Regions from separate parts of the Pan troglodytes genome. Here region 1 is linked to region 2. Evidence: chromatin contacts called from public HiChIP or PLAC-seq data. All regions are on one chromosome and are shown on one strand. Each heading gives the region's core, a stretch centred on a gene start, on an enhancer-like site or on the middle of the called end of the contact. The rest is flanking DNA. Distances are from core to core; before and after follow the strand shown.

Region 1 (6,804 bases), core at 4,098-6,597, 460 kb before region 2:
CCTTAATCTGAACACATGGGCAATATCCAACTCACCCCATCTTCAGAATTCTCACCACTGAGCTCATTCTCCAGGGTCATTCTCAGAATTTGTCCCAGGCCCAAAGAAAACTCATTTTAAATCTCTGCAACATGTCAGAAAAACATGACAAACTGCTTAACCAAAAATAAATAACTAAACATTCCTCATCAACAACAATGTGCTCAATCATACACAGCTGAACCATTGGGACTCTGGCAAACTTCCTGAGAATGCAATTTTTTTTTTTTTTTTTTTTTTTTTGAGACAGAGTCTCGCTCTGTCGCCCAGGCTGGAGTGTAGTGGCACGATCTCCGCTCACTGCAAGCTCCAGCTCCCGGGTTCATGCCATTCTCCTGCCTCAGCCTCCCAAGTAGCTGGGACTACAGGTGCCCGCTGCCATGCCCGGCTAATTTTTTGTATATTATTTAGTAGAGACGGGGTTTCACCATGTTAGCCAGGATGGTCTCAATCTCCTGACCTCATGATCCGCCTGCCTTGGCCCCTCAAAGTGCTGGGATTACAGGCGTGAGCCACCGCGCCCAGCCAAGAATGCAAAATTATGGGTGGCCTTGATTCATAGACTTTGGTTCTTTTCTTCTGATCCGACACTTCATTAGAACAAACTTGATCCACGATGCTGAAACAAAATTTAAACACCATGGCTAGGCATGGTGGCTCACGCCTATAATCGCAGCAGTTTGGAAGGCTGAGGCAGGTGGATTGCTTGGGCTTAGGAGTTCGAGACCACCCTGGCCAACACAGCAAAACCCTGTCTCTACCAAAAATACAAAAATTAGCCAAGTATGGTGGCAAGCGCCTGTGATCCCAGCTACCCGGGAGGCTGAGGTGGCAGGATCACTGGAGACCAGGAAGTTGAGGCTGCAGTGGGCCATGATTATGCCACTACACACTAGCCTGGGTGACAGAGCAAGACTCCATCTCAAAAAACAAAAAAAAAGTTAAATAATAAAATGTATATCATTAAAGAAACATTTTAATTTAGAACCCTGAAGGTAAACTTCCTCAGATCTCTGTTCAGTGTGATTCTCCCTCAGTCCTGCACCAACCTCAACTCCCCTGTAGGAGGCTGTGTTCTCTATGGTTATGCCTTCCCCACCAGAGTACAATATCTTTAAGAAGAGGAATTACTATATTTATCTTGGTATTCTCCCTCACCTCTGTCAGGTCCTCAGTGCTTTTTTTATGTGTTGTAGGCATTCAATGTTTACTTAATAGATATAAATTCAATGTTTAATACATTTATTTCTTTAAAGAAATAGAAGATTTTCATTCTCATATTTTTCAAACACTGAATCGAAAAAAACTTCAGTGTTGGATAAGATTGCCTTCCATTTATCATAAAAATTTTCTCAAGACTCAGAGAAAATCAAACTCTTATCAAGGTGGCCACATGGAGCATAGCTTAATGTTGATGACACTCAGAGATTTTCTTTAAATTTTGGTTGTTTTTCAGGGGATCAGCCCAGAAGACACCTGCCAAACCCAGGAGTTAGGTGGTTATTTCATGTGGGTCATGGAATTCAACCACCAGAAGACCAAATTGTAGTGATTGTTTCATTTTCTATTACTTGTGACTTTGCTTGTGTCACTGGATAGAGGAACTGGCCACACTTACTGTTCATTCTCATCCCCTTTATCACCTGAGTGTAAAGACCCTATTGAGATGTTGTAGAAACAGAATATTTTCATATTGGCTTCTTCACCAGATTCTCAGCTTGCCAAAAAGAGCCAGGAGGCTGGATTGGTTATTTTAAGATAAAGTTTAGGGCCAATAAGGCAAAGGTAAAGGATGTAGTCCTTCTAAATCCTGCTTCTGTTTCAAAAGTTTAAGTTCCCTTCTCTCCATAATGCATTTTCTGACTACTTCCACCCATGTTATTCAATCTTCATTTCCTTTGAGCAGAAGATGCCCTTGATTGTTTTCCGTGTTCAACTAAGTTGTGGGCTGCTGGGGTCAGGGACCAAGTTTTATGCTTCTTTGGTATCACCCATGATGTCTAGCACACTGCTAGGCACAAAATAAGTGCTGTGAAACAAAAATGGAATCTCTGGACCCCAAACTGACTAAGCCAAAAGAAAAGCTAAGCTTGGGAACTGAGTCACTAAAAAAACTGCTTTCTGTTATTGGAAAAAAACTACTTTAAAGTTTATATGGAACCAAAAAAGAGCCCACATTGCCAAGTCAACCCTAAGCCAAAAGAACAAAGCTGGAGGCATCATGCTACCTGACTTCAAACTATACTACAAACCTACAGTAACCAAAACAGCATGGTACTGGTACCAAAACAGAGATATAGACCAATGGAACAGAACAGAGCCCTCAGAAATAATGCCACATATCTACAACCATCTGATCTTTGATAAACCTGACAAAAACAAGAAAAGGGGGGAAACGATTCCCTATTTAATAAATGGTGCTGGGAAAACTGGCTAGCCATATGTAGAAAGCTGAAACTGGATCCCTTCCTTGCACCTTATACAAAAATTAATTCAAGATGGATTAAAGACTTAAATGTTAGACCTAAAACCACAAAAACCCTAGAAGAAAAGCTAGGCAATACCATTCAGGACACAGGCATGGGCAAGGACTTCATGTCTAAAACACCAAAAGCAATGGCAACAAAAGACAAAATTGACAAATGGGATCTAATTAAACTAAAGAGCTTCTGCACAGCAAAAGAAACTACCATCAGAGTGAACAGGCAACCTACAGATTGGCAGAAAATTTTTGCAATCTACTCATCTGACAAAGGGCTAATATCCAGAATCTACAATGAACTCAAATTTACAAGAAAAAAACAAACAACCCCATCAAAAAGTGGGTAAAGGATATGAACAGACACTTCTCAAAAGAAGACATTTATGCAGCCAAAAGACACATGAAAAAATGCTCATCATCACTGGCCATCAGAGAAATGCAAATCAAAACCACAATGAGATACCATCTCATACCAGTTAGAATGGTGATCATTAAAAAGTCAGGAAACAACAAGTGCTGGAGAGGATGTGGAGAAACAGGAACACTTATACACTGTTGGTGGGACTGTAAACTAGTTCAACCATTGTGGAAGTCAGTGTGGCGATTCCTCAGGGATCTAGAACTAGAAATACCATTTGACCCAGCCATCCCATTACTGGGTATATACCCAAAGGATTATAAATCATGCTGCTATAAAGACACATGCACACGTATGTTTATTGCAGCACTATTCACAATAGCAAAGACTTGGAACCAACCCAAATGTCCAACAATGTGGCACATATACACCATGGAATACTATGCAGCCATAAAAAAGGATGAGTTCATGTCCTTTGTAGGGACATGGATGAAGCTGGAAACCATCACTCTCAGCAAACTATAGCAAGGACAAAAAACCAAACACCGCATGTTCTCACTCATAGGTGGGACTTGAACAATGAGAACACACAGACACAGGAAAGGGAACATCACACACCGGGGCCTGTTGTGGGGTGGGGGGAGGGGGAAGAGATAGCATTTGGAGATATATCTAATGTTAAATGACGAGTTACTGGGTGCAGCACACCAACATGGCACGTGTATACATACGTAACTAACCTGCACGTTGTGCACATGTACCCTAAAACTTAAAGTATAATAAAATAAAAAATAAAAAAATTTTAAAAACCTGCCTTCTGTTGTTACCAGGTAGCTGCAACAATAGAAGGCCACATATCTCCCCAGATAGCCTCCCTCACAAATTGCTTACAGTGAAATGCCTTGTGGGTCCCTAAATCTTTCAGAATGCATATCCCTCCTATAAATGAGCCCTAAAATACAGTTCTGTTGAATCTCACTCTGACAATAACAGCTCATCTTCATATGTATGGTATAAGGACAAGACTTGGAAATCATCCCTCTGCCCACCCCAAGACAAATTCATAATTGACTTTCCCCCTATTTTCACATTTATCTTATGTAAAATGTAGATTTACTGAGCATGAGAGGAACACATAATCAGTATTCCTCTACCCACTCTTCACACGCATAATGTGAATTCACTGGGCACTAATCAAAGCCTCACAAGAATGTAACTTCTTCCCTCATTGCCTACCTTCCCATTTCCCTTTTTTTTCTTTCTTTTCTCCTTCCCCTCCTGCTGGCTCTTTCCCCTTTAAATACCGAAGTCCTCAAAAACTCTCTTTGCAAAAGGCACAGATCACAGATGTTCCTGTATTTGTGCTTTCTCCTGGGGAATGTCCTTAACCTTGGCAAAACAAACCTCTAAAACGATTGAGACCTGCCTGTCATTTTTTTGGTGCTTAAAATCCACGACGGAATTTTTAATCACTATTTTAGACTTGGGTAAATCTGGCTGTGAAAGTAGTGACAGAGTCTTTTAGAATTTTCTTCTACCAAAAATAATTAATCAGAAAGTCCCTGAGAGAATTTCAGATACTCCTGTAAGGATCAACCCTAAATTTAAATTAGACTTGTAGATCTGTGCATACCCAGTGTCTCACACATATAAACTCAATAAAAATTTATCGAATGACCAAGTGAAGAAATGTTCTTTCAGCTTTTCCTTCAAGACTCAGAAAAAAGATATCTGCAGTTCCAGAATGGACTGAGTGAACAAGAAAAGAACAGATCAGTGACACAAAGACAGCCTTCTTTTTCCCTTTCAGGGTGACTCAAATTGTAGTCCTCATCTGAACAGTCTGAGACACAACTCTTGTCTCATATTAACTCGATAGTGCATTTGCTATACTCCCATTTACACAAACTGCTCAGATGCCCCAAATGCTGAGTCTGTTCGTCTTCATTTTATTCCTTTGGGAGATGCTGGTACAAACTTGTTTTTTCTTTCTTTTTTTAAATGGAGATGTCATCACCATAGCAACTAAAAGATATAAATCTTGCCTAATTGAATCAGTATGCTCAAGATAATAGCCAGGGCAGAGACTGAGTTAAAACTGGGGTAAGGGTGAGAGTGGGGAAATGGATGAGGATGATAAAAATATTTATGTCCCTAGAATTTGTGGGTTTGGATTAATTCTGTTTCGTAAGGAATATTGTTGGCCTTCAAATGCAGTGCCACTTGGGAGAGCAGCAAGCGGGCAGTAGTTGAGGTGTCTCTGCAGTTAAATCGCAGTGAAAGGCAGGTTATGAGTATAGGGACAGCCCCTCGGCCATGTGGTCCCCTCCCTATCCTGAGGATAACGACATTTGAGAGAAGCCAATGGTATTGGAGGGCCAGAATCGAACTTAAGCCGCTTAGCTGGTACAACTGTAAACCCTCCCTCACAGGGGCTGGGCCCTGCAATCTTTCTAAGCAGGGTAAAGAAAAGTAAGGGGACTTCCTTTTCGAAGAGGAGGTTCCCGCGTGCTGCACCCGACCTTTCCCTCAGGGCCCAACACGCGTTATATAAATGCCAAGTTACTCAGGGGCGCACACGTGAGAAGGCTGGGGCCCGACACACGCGGTGTACTGCCGAAGTCACCGGTGTGGCGCGCCTGGGGGACACGCCGAAGCCCATTTCCCTCCCGCATCTGGAAAGCAGTCCCCGCTCTTTCCAGCTGCTCCGCGGGGCGTATGGCTGTGCGCTACCTCCTGCGGACCCCAGGCTGGGCGAGGGGGCAGCGATGGCCACATGGCGCGCTCGGGGAGATGGCAGCTGCGCTTTGTTTCCAGCAGTGATAGGTGAGTCACCGGCTCCCGCAGCCCCAGAGCTGGGCAAACACTCAGGCCCAGGCAGCTGAAAAATTCACAGCAGGAGCAGCTACCGAAGCGACTGCAGCCTCTTCCTCCTCTTCCTCCTCCTCCTCCTCCTCCGCCACTGCTACCGCCACCACCGTGGTAGCCGCCTCCGCGCCCTGCCTCCGCCCCGTCCCCTCCTCCTCCACCCGCGAACTTAGTCAGCGGTTCGCGCCGCCGCGCGCCCATTGGCCAGCGGAACGCGTCGCGTCACAATGGAGCCTGTCGGAGGCGGCGAACCGGACAGCGCCGGGGCTTCCCGCTGAGCCCGCAGCCTCCGGCAGCCGGGAAAGTGCGGGCGCGGGGCCGCAGCCTGCCCGCCCGGAGCGGCCCAGGAGCACGCCGCGGGGAGCGCGGGCGTCCGGGGCTGGAGTCGCGCAGGTAGGTCGGAGCGTGACACCCCGGTTCCAGGAGGGCGAGCCGCGCCGACCGAGGTGGTGGAGGAGGAGGACCGGATACGGGGACGCAGCAGGTGGGGCTGGCCGAGCAGGTGCGGTTACTTGTTCACGCCTCACCTGCGAGCCAGGCTGCGGGCCGGTAGCGCGGCTGCAGAGACGAGTGGCCGCTTCGCTGTGCTCCCTGCCTTGGGAGAGACGGAGTCCCACGCTGAGAGGACCTCCCCTGTGTGCTGGGGTCATTTGGAGCAAGAGGTGTGGGCGGTTGCGCCGAGACGGTCACCTCTCTTTCCCCCGGGAGTCTCGGCGTTGCACCTGAGCGTGAGTCCTCGGGGCGGGGCGGGAAAGGGGTTCCGCTTTCCCAGGCTGGCGTCTCGCTCCAGATGAGCGCAACTCCCCTGAGGGTGCCCCCATTTGGTCGCTCTGTTTTGCCCCCTGCGCTGGCGCTGTTGGGAACTATTTTATGCTCTTGGGAACTATTTTATGCTGTTGGATACGCGTTGGTTGCCTATAATTTGGTGGTGGTGTTGGGCGTTGATTTGTTTGAGAAAGAAAGGGCAAGCGTTACCAATTTAAAAAGAAGACTCAAGAGTTTCCCCTGAGCTTAGTTGAGCAGGTGGTGAGAGGTCAGAAGGGAGGAGGCTCAGTAT
Region 2 (6,462 bases), core at 1,462-3,961:
TTGTATTTCCAGAGGTTGCCTCCTTGAAACTTGGTTCCAGCAACTGGGTGGACCCTGAAAAAAGGTAAATAATTTGATTCATGGTTTCCTATCTGGTGATCAACTCATTGTTGCCACCGTTTGCTCTATGAAAAAAAAAAAAAGTTTTTTAATCTGTGGTTCAAACTGCTCCAATGTCAGTTTGTCTTTTTCCAGATCCCTGAATGTTTGAATAACTTTCTCCATGTCTCAAACACTGTTTCCAAAGTGGCAATAATACAATCCAGTATGTGTGTGTGTGTTTCTATAGGTCATCCTTCAAGCTCTGGATGACTCTTCTGCCACAAATCTTACCCCTCTGTGAACTGTTACAGCTCTTTTATTTGCACCTTAAAATTCAGAACTGGATCGTAGCCTGTCTGTAAAGTTATTTTTTCTAGACTTGACATTTTCTCAAGGAGTACAGGTTACTGAAACAGAAGAGAAATTAGTCCCATAACATCTCTTTTAAATGTCTTGAAAATAAACATTGGTGACAGTTTTGGTTCATTATCAAATCAGAACCCCTGAAGTGAAACCTGAGTATTGGCACTTACTAAAATTGCCCTGGAGGATTCCAGAGTAGAGTCACAATCAAGAACCACTGACTTAAATGGCCAAGAGAGCCCCCTACCTCCGCATCACTAAGTATATCTTCAAAGAAAATGAAACATAATATTTGGCTAAAGAGAACTTTTAATAAACACTAATCATTAATAAATAATAAATCTTGTTTTAGGCCAAATATATATTTTACATTATGAAAGTGCTCAAGAATTTGGAGATATAGAAGAATACATAATCATGTGTATATATAAAAAGTCATCACAAAAAGAATCATCGTTCATGTTTTAGAATTCTTTTTTTTCTCTAGGCAAGAACTTTAATGAATTGAACTGTTACCGACAACATAAAAAACCAGTATAATATATACAAAATTATCATTTTATGTCAGGATAAAATTTATCATGTTGGCAACAGAATATGTCCTGCCGACCTCCAAGTGGCTGGCACAGTACATCCACCCCGTGACAGGCCCACTGGGACTGTGGTGAACATGCCTGTACCTCAGTACAAAGTCCCCTTTCCCTGAGAAATGTACAGAAGGAGAGATGAAGAGCGCGTATCCAAAAGGAAGAGGAAGAGGAAGAGGCTGGGTGCCCTGTGCCCTGAGCTCAGAACTTCAGGGGGATGACCGGCCAGTAATTAGGCTGCTTTGGATCACAGTGCTTGTCAAAGCTCAGCTGCACGGTAGCCTCCATGGCCTGGATCTTGGCGGCGCTGTCCCAGTACAAACGCTTCATTTCGGCCTGGCGCCGCTCAACAGGCCTCTCAGCTGGGGCCTCTACCGACCGGCGGGTGTTGCAGTACAGGTCGTGGTCAGCGTTCACGTAGCTGTCCAGGCGCTCCGCATCCAGCTGTTGCCGCCGCAGTAGTTCTTCTCTGTACTTCTCTGTCTCTGCAAAGTACTGGCGGAGCTCTTCGGTGATTGCCATATTGCTCAGGTCACATGCTACCTCTGCATCTGACTCGGTCTCCATCTCTTCCTCCTTGGATAAAGCTTGGTCTTCTCTTGTGGATGCCTGGATCCTACTGCTGCCATGTGGATGTTGCCCAGACCCTCTGAAATGTGAAGAACTGCAGGGGGAGTCCTGCTAGGCCACATGATGGTCATAGAAGGACTGAGGATACACAACCTGGTTATCGTAAGAGCTTTGGGGAAGAAGCGCAGGAAGGAAGAACCATGGAAGACTGAAACAGGATTCCGCCGCCTTCCTGTAGGCATTGTGGTGGCTTTGCATCCAAGCCATTGCTTGATGATAATGTTGCCAGTATCTTGCATATACTGGATGAGAATACCAAGGCCTGGTAGCTTTTGATGTTGATGCCTTCACCACTGCCATCTCCGATTGTGAAAATCCAAATGGGTGCCGAAACTTGTGGGCGCGCAGCTTGCAGATCCTGGGCAGTGGCCAAGCAGGCCATGTTTTAGAATTCTTTCCAGGCGGGTCGCGTTGGCTCACGCCTGTGATCCTAACACTTTGGGAGGCGGAGACGGGGCTGGGGGTGGGGGGATCGCTTGAGTCCAGGAGTTGGAGACCTGCTTGGGCAACATGGCAAAACCCCCATCTCTATAAAAATAATTTTAAAAATTTTTAAAAGAATTATTATTTCCATTTTATTTCAGTGCTTTTTCTTTTAAGAAAATTTATTGACATAGCGATAATCAGACTCCATACGCAATTTTGTATCTTGCTTTTCAAATTTGCCACAGGCTTCTAGAAACGTCCCAGACTTCTGTGTCTCCATGGAGGAAACCCCGTAAGTACTTACAAATGTTATGATTAGTCATCCCTAGCCAATACTAAGCAAAAGGTAGGCATGCGGTTTTATTAGTTTGGGCAGGAAGAAGGCATTCCAACCGGCTTCTTTCGCTCTTGCCAGGTTCAAACATGGCGGGCCGCAGCCGGCCCTTCCCGTACACTCGGCTTGCTTTCCCACAACCCCCGCCAATCTTTAGCGCTCCTTTTTCACCTTCCTTCCCCCTCAGCGGCTCCAGAGGGTCAGCACCTCCGAGCGTGACAGCGGACCTGCTTCCCGCCCCCCACGCGAGGGCCCGCCCACCAGCCCACGTCAGCCAATAGCAGGCCGCGCCGATGGGGCTGGTAGCGCCGGTCGGCCCCGCCTCCCCAGCCTCGCTGTGGCCTGCGGCTCCCGGGCTGGTAGCGCGCCGCTCTCGGTCGCGCGGACTGATCGTGTGGAATCGCGGATCGCGGACGCTCGCCGCCGGCCATAGCTCAGCCTAGCGCCGCCAAGGCCGACGGCCCCCAGCCTCTGCCATGGACTTCGAGGACGGTAAGCGCTGCCTCTGGCTGGTCGGCGCAGCTGGCAAGAGGCGGGGTGGCCTACGCAGGGGGTCTGTTTACCGTCTCAAGATGGCCGTGTGGGCTTTGTTCTGCGGGCCCGGAGGCCGCCCGCCCGCCCCGGGCCCAGCGCCCGGAGTCGGCCTCTTTGGGGACCCACGCGCCCCGATTCGGCCCGCTCGGCGCCCGCTGCCGGCGGAGACAAGAGAACTCGGTGTCCGGTAGGACGCGCCTAGAGCGCGAGAGCCTCCGGGCTGGAGCCCCAGACTCGCCTTGGCCCCTGGTAGTGGAAATTGCCCCGACGTCTCCAACTTCCCGGTCTCGGGCAAACGGGCGAGTGCGGCCTCACCCACCTAGTCTCGCATTCGCCCCACAGGGCAGCGACCCAGACCGTCCGTTTAGTTAATCCTCAGCCTCGGGTTACTTCTTGCCAGATAGAATTTTCAGAGGCTTGTTCACAGTGATGTTTCTGTTTGTCCCGGTTTAAGATGAGTTGAAAGGGTGTCCTTAAGTGATATGTATAGATAAATATCTATGCAAAATGGAAAGCAAGATGTTTCCTGGTTAGTAAACTGGGGTGTTTATCACCAAAAATTACCTGCTTATTAATCCCTAACTTGAAATATTTATGTGAACCAAAGCACTTTTCTTTGGATCGTGTGTAGATAGGATTTAAGTTAATCAGAATTTTGGCACAGCAAGCATCAAATGTCCTTCACATTTAGACCTGTACACAGCCTTGTAAGTGTTTGACTTACGGATTAAATAAACTGTATTTTAGCAATACTTTTCAGTTGTCTCAGATACTAATTCTTTAAACCACTTTTACAGGGTCACAAAGTAATATTAATTTGGTCTTCACTTTTGTTTTTAAACCTTGCTTGGAATTGGTGTCAGGATAAAGTGGTATGTAGTGACAACATTAGGGAGACATGGGAAAGGACTTACGTGATTAAACTGGATTTAATCCTGAGTAACCAGGCATGCTTAAGTAAAACCAGTTCACTAAGTAGGCTGTAAACCTTTAACCCCACCAAAAAAATGATCTTTAAATGAGGTGTGATCTCAGCATATGTCTTACTCGATGAGCTTTTGATTTTTCATAACATTTCATGCAACAAAGAATTAAAGCTTTCATATCTAGGTACAGATTTGTGAAAGGGGACTGGAATAGCCCTCTTGTAGATACTTTTCAGTTACTTTGAAATAGTTCAGCTCTTAAGAGTAGCACACTCTCGTGGTTTTGTTTGTTTTGGTTGGACTTTAACTCATTTTGATGTAGATACCTTTAAACTATGAATATTTGGGCTGGGCACGATGGCTCACACCTGTAATCTCAGCACTTTGGGAGGCGGAGGCAGAAGAATCCCTTGAACCCGGGAGGCGAAGGTTGCAGTGAGCCGAGATCGTGCCATTGCACTCTAGCCTGGGCAACAAGAGCCAAACTTCGTCTGAAAAAAAAACCAAAAAACAAAAAACCAACAACAAAACAAAAAACTATGAATATTTGAAGTGGCCAGAGTTGGGAGTGAAAATAAAAAATATATTATTGTATTTTCATGCTGTAGTTTGATGATAATGCCAACACCCAAGGTATAGCAGAGGCTAACAAAGTGGAGGTGGGGCAGTAGAAACAGTTCTTTCTACTGCCCCACCCAAGGCAATAAGGGAATCCATTTCTATGGAGAATTGAAAAACAATAATAAAATGTAGTATGTCTGCTTTCTATTATTGACATATGCCAGAATTCTAAACAGTGTCAGTGATAGAAATTCTAAACAATATTAGTCATGAAATACGCCCTGTCTCACTGCCCAAATATACCACTGCTGTATTTGGAAGATGGAGTTTGACTAACACCATATATGAATCTATTCCTGTATAGTGTAGCAGGATTCTGTTGTATCCAGATGACCACTATGTTAAATTCTGTTCTTTCAGTATATATTTGTAAAATTAACTAAAGAATTTAACAGTTGTTAAATTAGTTTTGATGAGGAAATTGGCAATATGGTTTTCAGTGATGACACATTCTGGATGAATATAGAACACAGTCATATATGTATATGCATATGCATGTCTCAGATAAGATCTTGAAATCTTTTTTTTTTTGAGACAGAGTCTCGTTCTGTCGCCCAGGCTGGAGTGCAGTGGTGCAATCTTGGCTCACTGCAGCCTCTGCCTCCTGGATTCAAGTGATTCTTCTGCCTCAGCCTCCCTAGTAGCTGGGACTACAGGCACGCACCACCAGGCCTGGCTAATTTTTATATTTCCAGTAGAGAAAGGGTTTCACCATATTGGATGGGCTGGTCTCGAACTCCTGACCTCGTGACCCGCCCACCTCACCTTCCCAAAGTGCTGGGATTACAGGCGTGAGCCACCGTGCCCGGCCAAGATCTTGAAATCTTTAAAGAGCAAATTAAATGGTAAAAGAAATTAACTTAGCAAAAATTTCATGTTACGTACAATTCTCAGATGTCTTTGCTTTTGCATTATTTGATACATAATTTAATCTATCTGCCTTTGTGTTACTTGGTACAAATCAGTGCTGAATCCCCTCTTTTGGCTGTTATTATGTATCAGGTGTTGTAAACTAATGTTTACCATAATTTGGATAATAAACCTACCATTTGGGGAGATAGTGAAGAAAAAAGAGATACATTTTCTGGAATGGAGTATTGGTAATTATTTGTTTTAATTATTCTCAGTTTTGCAGATAATTGGGTTAATGTCATTTTAAAAATTGTGCTTGTTTTTTACTGGATCGGCATATAATTTTGAATTATTGCTAATATCACACTAATTCCTTTTTGTTAAATGTGTCTTCATAGATTACACACACTCTGCCTGCAGGAATACTTATCAGGGCTTTAATGGTAAGTATCCTCTTTCAGCTTTTCTCTTCATGCGCATAAAAATATAGTATCAATGTAAAAGGCCAGTTCTACCTATTTCAGTCCTTGTTTTGGTTCTTGATATATCATTTATGTGTTAATATTGTCTTACTATATATAGTATTTGAATTGGGGAATGTGCTATCAGAAAATGTTAGGGGTTATTCACATTAGTTTGATTTTTTTTTTTTGGTCCATTTTGTTTGAATTATGATTGTTTTAATGTGTTCCAAAGGGCCTAACTACATTCTGAGTGATGAATCACAAGACACTGGCTGAGTTATTTTGGTTGAATTAGAGGCTTTGGTATTGAGTAATGTAGACTAAGTGGATTATTGGCTTGGTTCTATATAGCTTGTATTGTAATGCATTTTGACCTTGTTTTTGAGGTCATTTTCTTCAGTGTGTCCAAATGTGTTAGTATATAAAGAGCTGTCTAGAGGAGCACATGAAGAAGCTTGATTGTTTATTGACATGAGCATGACATTAGACTTGTGACTATAGAACTAGATAGAATCATGAGAGGTATGTAGAATACAATTGGATGTCATTTTGATAGTTATTAGAGTTAGGGCCCTGCCACACAAGATAATAATACAAAAAAAGAACACAGAACAATTAATGCAGGTTAAAAAACATATGAAGGACTTGAGGCATTAAATATCCTGATTGCCAGAGAAATGTAA

Evidence for each region. HiChIP or PLAC-seq counts read pairs in DNA pulled down with a chosen protein or histone mark.
Region 1: an H3K4me3 HiChIP or PLAC-seq map of stem cell-derived excitatory neurons shows a contact between it and region 2, with 4 times the contacts expected there. The contact joins the promoter of LOC129144050 here to the promoter of ZNF326 in region 2. A contact is called at or near these places in 1 of 7 Hi-C or Micro-C datasets (stem cell-derived neural progenitor cells) and 1 of 1 datasets of contacts at active chromatin or transcription factors (stem cell-derived excitatory neurons).

What each region holds. Positions count from the first base shown.
Region 1 is chr1:141,632,418-141,639,221 of NHGRI_mPanTro3-v2.0_pri, reverse strand. LOC129144050 reads left to right here and starts at 5,347. Exons shown (of 2, transcript XM_063799818.1): 1 at 5,347-5,705. The coding sequence starts at 5,656.
Region 2 is chr1:141,169,722-141,176,183 of NHGRI_mPanTro3-v2.0_pri, reverse strand. ZNF326 (zinc finger protein 326) reads left to right here and starts at 2,711. Exons shown (of 12, transcript XM_513552.9): 1 at 2,711-2,874; 2 at 5,714-5,758. The coding sequence starts at 2,859. It overlaps LOC738896 (gem-associated protein 8-like), which reads right to left and starts at 2,696. Exons shown (of 1, transcript XM_054684838.2): 1 at 862-2,696. The coding sequence starts at 1,559. The coding sequence ends at 1,194.